Linked DNA regions of Oryctolagus cuniculus: region 2 is linked to region 1. A link is a contact called in public Micro-C data. All regions are on one chromosome and are shown on one strand. The core of a region is the stretch at or near the end of the contact, and the rest is flanking DNA. Distances in the headings are between cores, read along the strand shown. Region 1 holds the start of PFKFB2 (6-phosphofructo-2-kinase/fructose-2,6-biphosphatase 2). Region 2 holds the start of CD55 (CD55 molecule (Cromer blood group)).

Region 1 (5,932 bases), core at 3,319-5,818:
AAAAATCCTCGAGGTGGGAATGTATCCACTTTAATCTCTGAGAGTTTAATAAGCATAGTAAAAAGACTCTAAATCCTGCCAGGACCACAGCTTCAGTGCAGCGTGAGCAGAAGTTTTAAAGTTCTCAATAATCAATCACACAGGCTGCACACCACACTTCATCTTGAATTTTCCATGATTAGAACATTATTACAGTACCAACGACCAATTTCAGTAAATAATTTAAAAAGTCATTTTTTTAAAGTGACCTATCAGGGTTCACCTGGTGACTGGACAACCTAGTTGACCCAGACAAAGAAAGATTCCCCAAAAGAATACTTAACAATATGTGATCAAAACTCTTAAGACCCTGGGTGGGGGGTGGGGGTAGGGGCTGTCACTGCTGTTGAATATCCTTGCTCCATTTCTTCCCTTTGTACTTGTTGAATCAATCCATTGTAGGTAATATTTATTTTAAAGTGAGAAATTTATGTTGGGAAACATATCAAACCATGCCTGCAATATGATAAAATACTCAATAAATATTTGTTGCATGAACAAACTTCTAGGTCTAAAATTTCAGTCAGCAAATATCAAATGTAGCTCCTGAAACGGCAAAGAAAGGGAAGACAGCTTAATGAATAACGATGCAGAAAGCTCAATCAGATAAATGTCACCTGGTGGCATATTCATAAATTACATTTTTAAATTTCATCTTTTTTTGAGGAAAATAAAAATCATACAAAAATCATCTAGACCAGATGATAGGGACAGATCTTCAACCATATTCATTCACATGTAACATGATTGCCAAACATTATTGTAAGCTCACAAGCGCTATTTTTAAGGCTCAGAAAATAGAAAATGAAACACTTTTTAGTTATATTGACCATAATAACTTATAATACCTAAAACAGATATGCACTCAAGAGGTACTCCAGCAACCTCATTTCATGATTTGAATCTTCGTTGTGAATTGTTCCTTCAAGTATTTTCCCCTAAATTGTTCACATGGTCCTTAATTCTACACGGTCACCTTCACCGAGTGTAAATGCTAAAAGTAAAACTCAATTCTAAAAACATCTGCTGAGACTATATGCTGAAGAGATATTAAGTGCTTTAGAGTATACCATAGGTTTCCTAAGAGATACTTCATCAAAACTAACTTCACAACATTAAGCTTCTTCACATGGTGTGAGATAATACATAACAAACTCTAACTTAGCATCCCTGATCTTCATAGGAATTAAGAAAAGAGGTAGAAAATCTTATGTGGAAGATCTCGTAGTGCAGCCACGTGTCAGAGGGCATGCCTCGCGGACCGGGCCGCCAAGCAAATGGCTGCACATCTACGTAACTAGGAAGAAGCAGAAGTCAGAGAAAGCTGAATAAGGCAAGGGTTTTAAAACTTTCATGTTTTGGAAGAGAAACAAATTCATTTAACAGCATTATCTCAATTACTTTGAAAATGTTTCAAAGTACAAGATCACAGATTAAGCAAAGTGCTAATTTGCAGAAATATGGAATTATTCAAGAGTGGTAGTGGAGGGACAGGGCTGGCACAACACCAAACACTGTTCAGGTATGCAAAGTCTTGTAAAACACAAGCCGAAGCATAGCATTCTCACTTTGGATGAAGATGTTTTTTGGAGGAAGTTCTCGTGACAAAAAGCTGAGAAAATTACATCCCTCCAAATTTTCATGTAAAGAAAGCAAAAATCAAATACTGGAATTTCAAGGAACTTTGATTAAAAAAAAATTACCCTGCTTAATTTTAAAATTGTACCCAACATGACAAAGACCAGCACAGGAAGTGCATTGACACACGAGGCTGACGTCCTTGGAAGCCGCAGGGAGCTGCTTCAGGCACCTTTTCCTCATACATTCTACTTCACACACCAGAAATCCGCAGCAGGACACAGGCGCTCCTGCTGTCAGCGACATTCTCTAGGAACGCACTCATCCCTGTAAAGATTGCTTGTTACGTACTCAGAAGTGGTTAAGTACACACTGATAAAGTCTACCAAATGGCAATATAAAATCAGTTTTGACAATTCTGAGTATCTTCGTTTGATAAATCAATTCATAATTTAGAAACTATTAACTCACTCAGTTGTTAAAAGGACTCAATTACTGGAGACACTGGTACACGTCCGGGGCCTCATGAGAGGCTGTCAACATTACTCGAAATGTGGCGTTCTCTTCTTCTACAGGTGAAAGCTGCTGCGTGCTAGTTTATAATACTGAAACTCAATCTCCAGCAGGTGGGGGGCCACCTGTTCTGTCACCCCCGTGGAAAGAGGGCAGGCATCACCACTGTAGACACACATCTGTAAACTTGCACACTAATTTTAATCTTAACAAGGAATTTCAGTGTCTTAGTGGTTTCAAGTTCAAGGTGTGGTTCAAGCATTGTGTCCTTTGTTCTTTAGGGTCAGGAATAGCTTATTGGAAAACCCAGAGCCTTCTGGATCTGTGAGGTAGTAGGCTTCCACCCTCATCATGCATAGATCACACTTCTCCAAAGTTGGTGTGGCCTGTCTCCTTGGCATGCTCTCTTGCCTCTGCCTGTCCAGTCAGCCCCTTCTGACACACCATGCATCGCAGGGTGAAGCGGTTGACGTCGGTAAACTGTCTCTTTCTTCTAGCTTCATCTGCTAGTTCCAGTGCTTGTACGAGGACAATGTCATCGTTCGAGGAGAAGATGGTCAGAGGCGGCGTGTCTGGATCCGGGAAGTCTCGCTGCAGCGGGTCGTAGTGGATGCCATCGTAAATCAGCAGGACCCTTTTGGTATACCCCGCGTCTTCCCCGAAGCGATCGATTCTTACCGTCTGTGTATCCACTACACAGATTTCACACTGGTAAAATTTAGACAAGATGGAGATTTCAATCGCTCCTCCCCAAGTATCATCCCTTTTGATCCAGTCACAGTACTCTTGATTTGTTTTTCCCAGTATGGCCTCACTGTAGAAGTCTGGATCGCTCGCTACGATCTGTGCTATGAGGCGTCTCATCTCAGGGGCGCAAGCTGGATCCAGGACGCCTCCTTCAACCACATAGTACACGCTGGTGAAGAGGCAGGAGTTGTCTGCTGGGACCACAGTCCTGGAAAGCACAGGCAAGGTTTCCTTGACATAGCTAGGAGCACCGTGTTTTGAGAATGCAGGTGAAGCTTTGGGCCTGGTTTGGTCTTCTTCAACGATCAGCATATCGCCTGTTAAAAATAAAACAGATCCAGAACTGCAGAGAAATGACAGATGAGATTAGCCAAGTCTGTAAATTACAAATAGAAGCTGGGGTTACGATGGAGAACACTGCTGCCCCTAGGAACACTAGAAACACCTGACCCCGACTGTTCACAAAGGTGAAAACAGAACAGACTTCAAGCTGCACCCCAAGCAAACGAAGCCGGAGGCCTACACCGTCACACTTCCTTAAAAAGATACATTTAAAACAAAATTGCCTGCGAAGCCTTCGTCCGGAGGGTGTTTTCCCTAGACCGGCCGCTAGGGGGCTCTCGCCCTCCTGAAACTTGGCCTCTCTCGCCCCGCTTGTGTTTACAAGGTCCCGGATCCAAGAACAAAAAGCTTTTAATTACAACGTTGATGTTCAAGTTTTAACACTGGACACAAATAATTACTGTCGGTTAGGACTTGAAAGAGCTCTCCGTGGATGTTTACAAGCTAACTCTACGAGGCGTGCACCTGTTAAACTTAACTATTCAACGCGGGGGACTGCAAAAACGAACCAGGAAAGCCAAAGGAATAACCCCGGACCCTTCAGACCGGCTGGCCAACGAGCGACACCGGGAACGAGCGCTCGGGACCGAGAGGCAGGCCCTACCTTTTCCAACTTTTGCGGATGCACGGGGAAAACAAGGCTGAGCTAGCTTCAGGGAAGCACAGAAGGCAGGCTGGGGAGGGCGAACTCCTGGGCTCTGGGCTTCTCTTCCAGCCCTGTGTAAAGGCACGGAGCTGCCGGACACTTGGCCCGGCCTCCGTCAGCGCCCCCAGCCACCTGCCTTGCCTGGGTCTCCGTCCCCGCGCGCGCCCCTCAGGCCTTCCCGCTGGTCCCAGCTCCGATCCCTTACCTGATTGGATGGGCAAGTCCCCCAGAACGGTGTCCCCGTCGCTGAGATCCAGGCACTCGGGCGGAAAGCCGACGAGGATTCGCTGACCGCCGGGGGCGATCCCGGTGATGGCGGCAATTTGGCCCTGGAGTTCTCGCACCCGGGTTCGGCTGGACAGCCCCTGCAAAACATGGGTGCCATCCTTGGCCTTGCAGCGCAGCCGCCACATCGTGTCGGACTGGCCGCCCACAGGCCAGACACCCGCGGGGCCAGCCTTGGTGGCGGCCGCAGGAGGCGAGACGCCGCCGGGGCAACCGGCCGCCGGGTGGACTCCAAAATGGCCACCCTTCGCGGGGCCAAACATCGCGAGAAGTCGGCGCGGGCTACAGTTCTCGCGACACTTTCCGCCTCGGCCCTTGGAGGAGAGCGAACTCCCTTAAAGTGGTCGCTGGTGTTGCAGGGACGAGGATGCGCCCCGTATCCCTAAAGCATCCCTGGCCTCGCCGCGCTCCGCGCCGGCGGCTTATAAGGACAGCGCGCGGGAAGAGGGCGGGGAAGCAGTTCCCGGAGGGAGTCGGGTGGAATGTCGGCGGCCAGTGATTAGGCCGGCCGGGGCCTCCGCCCGACACGGCTCGGAATGCTAGGAATGGCCAGTGAGTCAGCGGGGCTGTCAGACGCCATCGGAGGCTCGTGGCCGCCCGCGCCGGGGCTGAGGGGCCGGAAGCCCGACCCTCCCACCCCGGCGGCAGCAGGCGGCCGGCCCCAGCCTGGGGGGCGCAGTGTGAGGAGGAGCGAGGGGCCCGAGCTGCCTCTGCAGTTCCCGGGCGGACAGACCCCGAGTCGGCCGCGTCCCCGCCTTCGGTGCCGGCGGTGGCGCGGAGAGACTCGCGGTGGGAGCCGCGGCGCCGCTGGGTGTCACGGCGAGGAGACAGTGCGGGGTCAGGTGGCCCTTCCCCACGCTGTAGGCCTAAAACCCAGGGCTGTGCCTGGCGTACAGCGCAGGGGCACGGGGAGGGCCGCTGCCACTCGCCGAAAGGGGAGATAGCTACACGTTCGAGCTGTTTGGGAGAATGTCTTCGCTCCCGGGTGGGGGGGGGGGGTAGAGACGCCCCGGGATTGAGCTCTAGCCCAAGAAGTGCATTTGCACTGCTCTTTATCCAGCCCGGACCCAGAGCGGCAGGGCTCCTCCTCTACAGCCTCCAGCATCAGCGGGACGAGGGCAGGCCCCTGGGACGTGCAAACTCACCGCCAGCGCCGCCGCCTCCGAGTGGCCACGAGGAGCCCCTGCTCTCTGCAAACACCTTTCCCACCCAGGCCCCTGCCGGTGCCGTGGAGCGCCTCGGGCCTTCAACACGACCGTCACAGATGCTGTCGCGTGGGCGGGGCGGGGCGGGGGCGGGACGGTGGGTGAAGTCCAGCCGGGCGCATGGCTGGGTCCGGGAAGCCCCCGGTCCCTCGTTAGGGTACACGGTCTGACCCACGGGGAGCGGCACGCGAACACTCGGGGCGCGACCCTCAAGAGCACGGTGGACGCCGACTCCCGGCGCCTCTTAGAGCTTTCGCTCGGGTGTGCGGATCCCACGCTGTCCGCCTGGGACTCAGGGATGAAAGCGTTAACCTCTGCGGACGCCGGCTGGCGCGGTTCAGTCTCGCGAGAGTTTTTACAGAACAGTCAGGCTTTCTGTGGGCCCCGCCCCCAGCCCTGTTGGTTACCAAGCAACGATGCAGCCCGCCCGGGAGCCCGGAGACTCCGGAGCTGGTCTCACCCTTCCTCGGGGCCAGGGTCCGCGGTTCCGCCTGGAGCCCCGCCCCCTGCATCCGCCGGCGCCCGGTTGGTCGGTGGTTCTCTCCAGGTGAGGACCGACGCGCGGGTGGGCGGGGCC
Region 2 (5,913 bases), core at 955-3,454, 200 kb after region 1:
TAAAGGCTCCGAGCCGCCTCTCAGAACCCTGGGTTCCTGAATGACTTCCAATTCTCTCTCCCCAAAAAGACTTTAGAAGCCAGCGTCGTGGTGTAGGGGTTTGAGTCCTGGCTGTTCCAGTTCCAACCCAGCGCTCCGCTAACGTGCTGGGGAAAGCAGCAGAAGACGGCCCAAGAAGCTCCTGGCTCTGGACCAGCCCACCTCCAGCCTTCGTGGCTATCTGGGGAGTGACCCAACAGATGGAAGGTCTCTGTCTCTCCCTCTCTGTAACTCTGCCTTTCAAATAAATTAATTAAAAATAAATTTTTTGCTGATTCCAATACAACAGTGTAAGAGCAGACAAGGTTTTGGAACCAAAGTAGGTTTGGATTCTGGCCTGGACCCTTATCGTCTACGCTGTTCTGGTAAGTCCATCTGTCCATCTGCTTCCTCACCTGTAAAACGCAGCTGTGTTGGTGAAATGGAACCTTCAGGAAGCAACTGGAACAAAACCCACAGAGGCTACAACACAGGACAGGCTTTCTGAAGTCACAAACGTGCAGAGTCGACTTTTCTTAATAATGCTGATTTTCTTCTAGAGCCCTCTGCAAACTGCATAAATGCACCATGCCCATCTGTTTCTCCCTCCCTCCTCTCAGAATGCTGTAATCCCTTGGGTGGCTGTTGAGTGCTACTTAAAAGTCCACCCAATTATTTCTCATAAAAGTTTTGTTTGGAAAACAGAATACCGAAAACGAAGTATTTTGGAAGGTGAACGCTTAGAGCATTGAGTGAAGCCAAGTTGGGTGGCAGAGATAATTTTTTTCCGATGCTTTGCTGAGCTCATTGTTTTTCTCGGATAAAAAGCTGCAGCAGACACTGAACACTGAGCCAGACCTGTGTTGAGGCCTCTGACAGTGCCATAACTGGCCTTGACCTTCAGCTCTGTACCTCCTTGCCTTTCACAGCCTTTCTCTGAGCCCAGGCAGCAGTGGAGACCACCTGTCTAAAACCACATGGCCAGGGGAGAGGTGGTAAAGGCCCTGGGAGGCGCTACTAAAGCAGTACTAGCCCTGACAACGTGTGCTTTTCTATCAAATATGGTGGAGGGAGTAAGAAATTTTAATATTGAATACGAGGGTTACACCAGGTGGTTTGAAAAGTCTGCCCCTGGGCTTGCGCTGTGCTGCAGTGGGTAAAGCATCCACCGGCCACACAGCATCCTATACGCGCACCTGTCTTGAGTCCTGGCTGCTCCACTTCCGATCCAGCTGCCTGCTAAAGGCCTGGGCAAGCAGCGGAAGATGGCCCAAGGGCTTAGACTGCTGTCACCCAGACGGCAGACCCAGAAGCTTCTGGCTCCTGACCCAGCCGCTGCAGTGTGGCCATCTGGGGAGTGAATCAGCAGATGGAAGACCTTTCTCTCTCTCTCCCCCTGTGACTGTGTTTAAATAAAATTTTAAAAAGAAAAAAAGCAAAGCCTGCCCTCCACCATGACCTCTCCTCTGGAACGTTCTAAGCCGGTGAGGCTTTACTAGAAGCTTATGCAGTTCCTTTCCTGGAATCCGTGCACCACTGTTTCCCGCACTGGGCAACCAGGGCTGGGCCCAGCCCACTGAGCCCTAAGAAAACACTGCTGCTGAAAACTTATTTTCTCCCTGATGCATCCTAAAGCAACCACCGCAGGGCCCCCAGAGCGCTCAGGAAAGCACACCGAGGCAGGATGGCGACAAGACCCCAGCGGCACACACAGCGCCTAAGGGCGCAGGAGACCTGCGCAGGCCGCGGCCGCCGGACCCTCAGCACCGAAGGGAGCCGCGCCCAAGGGGCCCTGTGCCCGCCGCGGCCTCCAGCGCTTCTCCGCCCCGCCTTCCCGCCCCCAGCCCCGGCGGTACCCCCGGGCCGGACCAGAACCACAGAACCACCCCAACGTGGAACCCCGGGGCCGTCCTAGCGGAGGGGGAGCCGCCGCGCCGCTCGCTGAACCTGCTTTTCAGAAACCCGCCAGGGAGCATGCGCGGCCTCCCTGCCGCGCCGTGACACCCCCCACCCCCCACCCCCGGGCCCCGGCCCCCGGCCCCCGGCCCCCGGCCCCCAGTTTACTAGCAAAGCACATATTTACGTTTCCGGCCACAGCGGAAGGGAAGCGCCCCTCCGGCCGGCCCCCACCCAGCCGCGGGCTCCGCTCCGCCCCGCCCCGCCGTGACGCGGCCCCGGCCCCGCCCCGGGCGCGCCATGAACTCCCGCGGCCGCGGTGAGGGGCGCTGTCGAGGCCGCGCTGCCTGTCCCGCCGGCTTGGCCTCGCTGTCCACGCGGCGGAGTCGCGGCCCCTGCGCGCCATGAGCCCCGCGCGACCGAGCGTCCCCGCGGTGCTGCGCGTCCTTGGCGGGCGGCCCCTGCTGCTGCTGCTGCTGCTACTGAGCGCCCCGGCTGTGCGGGGTAAGTGGCGGCCTGGGCCGGGCCGGCGGGGCGGCGGCGGGGCAGCGCGGAGCACCTGAGGCTCCGGCTCCCCCGACAGGGTCCCGGGCGCAGGCTGAGGGTCCCTGCTGCTGACCGGCGCTCGGGCGGCCCGCGGGGCCGGGTCCCAGCCCGCACACGGGCTGCTAGGGACGGGCTGCTAGGGGACAGGGGTGGCGTTTGAGGTCTCCAAGGGCTGAGTTTCGGGAACAGCCAAACCTGGGGACCTCCGCAGCGAATTCTGGACCCCTACTCATCTCTCTGGGGGGGCCTGGTAGCCGCCCACTCTCCGCTCTCTGGGCTCTGAGCCCAGCGCGGTGCCCGCCGGCTGGGTGCACCTGCAGACGGCTTCTAAGACGCGCAAGGACTTTCTGAGACACTTTGGGGAGTGGTTTGTTTGGTTTTTTTTGGCTCCGGGTTTAGTGGTTGACAAGACGCGAGGCCCAGCGAGGTCTGGGGTTGCCGGTTCCGCCCTGGGAGGGCGGTGGGGCCGTTTGGCCGCAGCTCTGCGTTTCTGAACTCGCCAGGTGACTGCGGCCTGCCGCCGGACGTGCCCAATGCCCAGCCCGTGCTGGAAGGGCTTTCGCCTTTCCCCGTGCAGCACACGGTGAGGTACAAGTGTAATGAAGGTTTCGTGAAAGTTCCGGGCAAGCCAGACTCCGCCTTATGCCAGGAAAACAACCAGTGGTCAGAGGTGAAAGAATTCTGTAACCGTAAGTGCCTGCTTGCTTGTAGTGAGGTTGTGGGGAGGGCGTGCGTCTTGGCAAGGTTATTTTACACCTCTCGTTAGGCACTGCTGATTGATAGGTTTCCAGCCTTATTAAGTCCCAGGGACAGCCCCCTGGCCCTTCACACGCCAGCTAGTGGAAGGCAGCACTGAACCTGCCAGACAAACTCCCAGAGAAATTAAACAATGAGATCCGTTTAGGGAGTGCATTGTATATGAATATATTTGTCCATTACCTCAAGACACGTAGCCTAGGTGAAGTTTTCTTACATTTTAAGTAAGATTTAACCTAATGCAACTCTGACCAAAAAAAATGGCAATTTTTTTGCTTAAGGATTTTTTTTTTTTGGACCGGCAGAGTTAGAGAGAGAAAAGGAGGGAGAGATCTTCTACCTGCTGATTCACTCTCCAAATGGCCCCAGCTGCCAGGACTTTGCCAAGCCAAAACCAGGAGCCAAGAGTTTTATCAGGTTCCCCACGTGGGTGCAGGGGCCCAAGCATTTGGCTCATCTCTGCTGCCTTCCCAGGCGCATTAGCAGGGAGCTGGATTGGAAGTGGAGCAGCCAGGACATGAACTGCCCATATGGGATGCTGGCGCTGCAGGCGTTGGTCTAACCCAGGGCACCACAGCACCGGCCCCTGGCATGGCGTGTTGAAAAGCTCTCTGTGTGTACTTCAGAATCTGTTAAGTGCAGAGAAATGCATCCTCAGGCGATTTCATCACTGTGTGGACATCGGAGAGACAAAGCTACGTGGTGTGGGCTGTATGCGGTGGCCCATGGCTGCCACGCTACACCAGGCCAGCATGCCCCTGTTCTGTGTACCCTGGGCAGTTGTAACACAGTGGGGTTTGTGTCAAACATACCTAACCCTATTTAAACATAGGAATGCAAGTGCTGGCAGGGCAGAGCCCTCCCCCTGGGCCAAGGGAGGTGGCGCTGGGTGAGTCAGCCCGGGAGTGGTGACTGTGGATCTCTGTACGTCACTGACACTGCCCGTGCACGGTGCGTTATCAGTGCCGTCTGCCCGGGCGATGCTGGAGTTATTGACGGATTTTACTCCATCGGAAATGAACTTCGGTGCTTTACTTGACAAACTTTCTAGTTATGGGCCCTTTTGTTATAACACTTAGCTTAAAATGCGAGCACCTTATGCGGCTGCCCAAAAATGTCCTCTTTAGAACCTGAACTCTGGGAGCTGCTTTTCTGTTTACAAATTTTTTTATGTATTTTCTTTTTGACTTTTATGATTGTAAAAAATGAAGGCATGACTGCATACGTTAGTGTAGGCCTTCGTGGGGTCAGGAGGTCGGGGCGCTCATGGAGCTGTCTTCTGTGGTGGACACTTCCCGAGGGACCTTCCTGAGGCCGTTTCACAGTGGAATACACCAATAAAGAACCAAATTCTATTAAGAGCCAATAACACAGTCATCTGGCATTATCCATGGTCAGTATTGCACACCCGTCACACTGGTTTCTGTGATGTGACTAGCCATACAGCTGGTTTGTTTCCACCGGCATACCGCAGACGTGTGGGTCATGGGTCACACTCCAGCCTCACAATGGCTGTGATGTCACCGGGGGACAGGAATTTCTCATCTCCGTTATAGTCATCGGAGTCCTGAGAGTCCTGGTTAGACAGCACTTGATAATTAAAGACAAAGATAAGAGTTCACGCTGCCTTGACACAGCTTGGATCAGCAGAAGGAACTACAGTGTTCACAGGAAATGTCACACATGCTTGGTGAAACCATTTGTGAAATAGGATTTCAGTTCGTTTTGTTTTTTAAGAAGGCAACAAGTGTATAGCCTATTACGTAGGCATCACGTTTCAGTTTATAATTCTTCCCCGTGTGTTGTTAGCTAATCCCCCAGACAACCCCAGGAGGTAGGTGGGGGCCGTCACCCTCATTTTGCGGCTGGGCTCCCGGAAGCTAAAGGACTTCCTGAAGATCAGAGCTGTCCTGCAGAAGTGGCAGCCTTCCGGGTACAAAGCCAGGGCCCCCTGCAGTGGACAGGGGGTCCCCAGAGTCACAGCTGCCTCGCTGCTGACAGTTTGTACACACTTCAGGCACTCTCCGCTCAGCCCACCCTTGTCCCAGTGCATTGTTGCAGGGGTTGAATGAGCGGGTATGAGTAAAACACAGAAGCATTGGGTAAATGTTAGCGATTGTTTCTGTCGTTGCCCCCAGGAGTGAGCAAATATTTCTCCTCCTTTATCCCTGATCACATGGTGCTGGATAATTCCTTAGGGCAGATAAGGGAAGTATTTACGGAGGCCTGGCACTGTGCCAGGCAGTTTCAGTGGGTTTTGGTTGTTGAACAGTGGGGATTGGAATTTCTGCCCATTAAACCTGCTTCGCAGGCCTCTGGTGACTAGAAGTGGAAGTGCACCTGGGAGTGTGTTGATCACGGATCTCCGTGTAGACGCCAGGTGGGTGGGAGGGCATGTGTGGTGCAGACGAGGTCACACTGCTCTCCTTGTTGGCTTTCTCACTGCTTCCAGGCAGCTGCAATGACCCCCCCAGGCTGCTCTTTGCATCCCTTGAAAAGACTTACAGCAATCAGAACTACTTCCCAGTCGGCTCCACGGTGGACTACCAGTGCCGTCTGGGCTACAGAAGGGAACGCGACCTGTCCACAACACTCACTTGCCTTGACAATTTAGAATGGTCCAAACCTGCCGAGTTTTGTAAAAGTGAGTATGAGCCCAGCAAGCTTCCCCCCTTCTGGTGTGTGGAGGAAACAGCA

The links. Hi-C and Micro-C count contacts between places; a contact is called where the count stands out from the background.
Region 2: a Micro-C map of ear pinna shows a contact between it and region 1, with 4 times the contacts expected there. The contact joins the promoter of CD55 here to the promoter of PFKFB2 in region 1. A contact is called at or near these places in 3 of 6 Hi-C or Micro-C datasets (ear pinna, embryonic fibroblasts and an unstated tissue).

The regions. Positions count from the first base shown.
Region 1 is chr13:22,174,058-22,179,989 of mOryCun1.1, forward strand. It overlaps PFKFB2 (6-phosphofructo-2-kinase/fructose-2,6-biphosphatase 2), which reads left to right and starts at 4,569. Exons shown (of 16, transcript XR_011381393.1): 1 at 4,569-4,702; 2 at 5,211-5,902. It overlaps YOD1 (YOD1 deubiquitinase), which reads right to left and starts at 4,413. Exons shown (of 2, transcript XM_002717546.5): 1 at 4,071-4,413; 2 at 1-3,194. The coding sequence starts at 4,413. The coding sequence ends at 2,491.
Region 2 is chr13:22,374,931-22,380,843 of mOryCun1.1, forward strand. CD55 (CD55 molecule (Cromer blood group)) reads left to right here and starts at 2,205. Exons shown (of 11, transcript XM_070055223.1): 1 at 2,205-2,418; 2 at 5,669-5,860. The coding sequence starts at 2,319. It overlaps LOC103350989 (a long non-coding RNA gene), which reads right to left and starts at 1,549. Exons shown (of 9, transcript XR_011381404.1): 1 at 1,215-1,549; 2 at 435-501.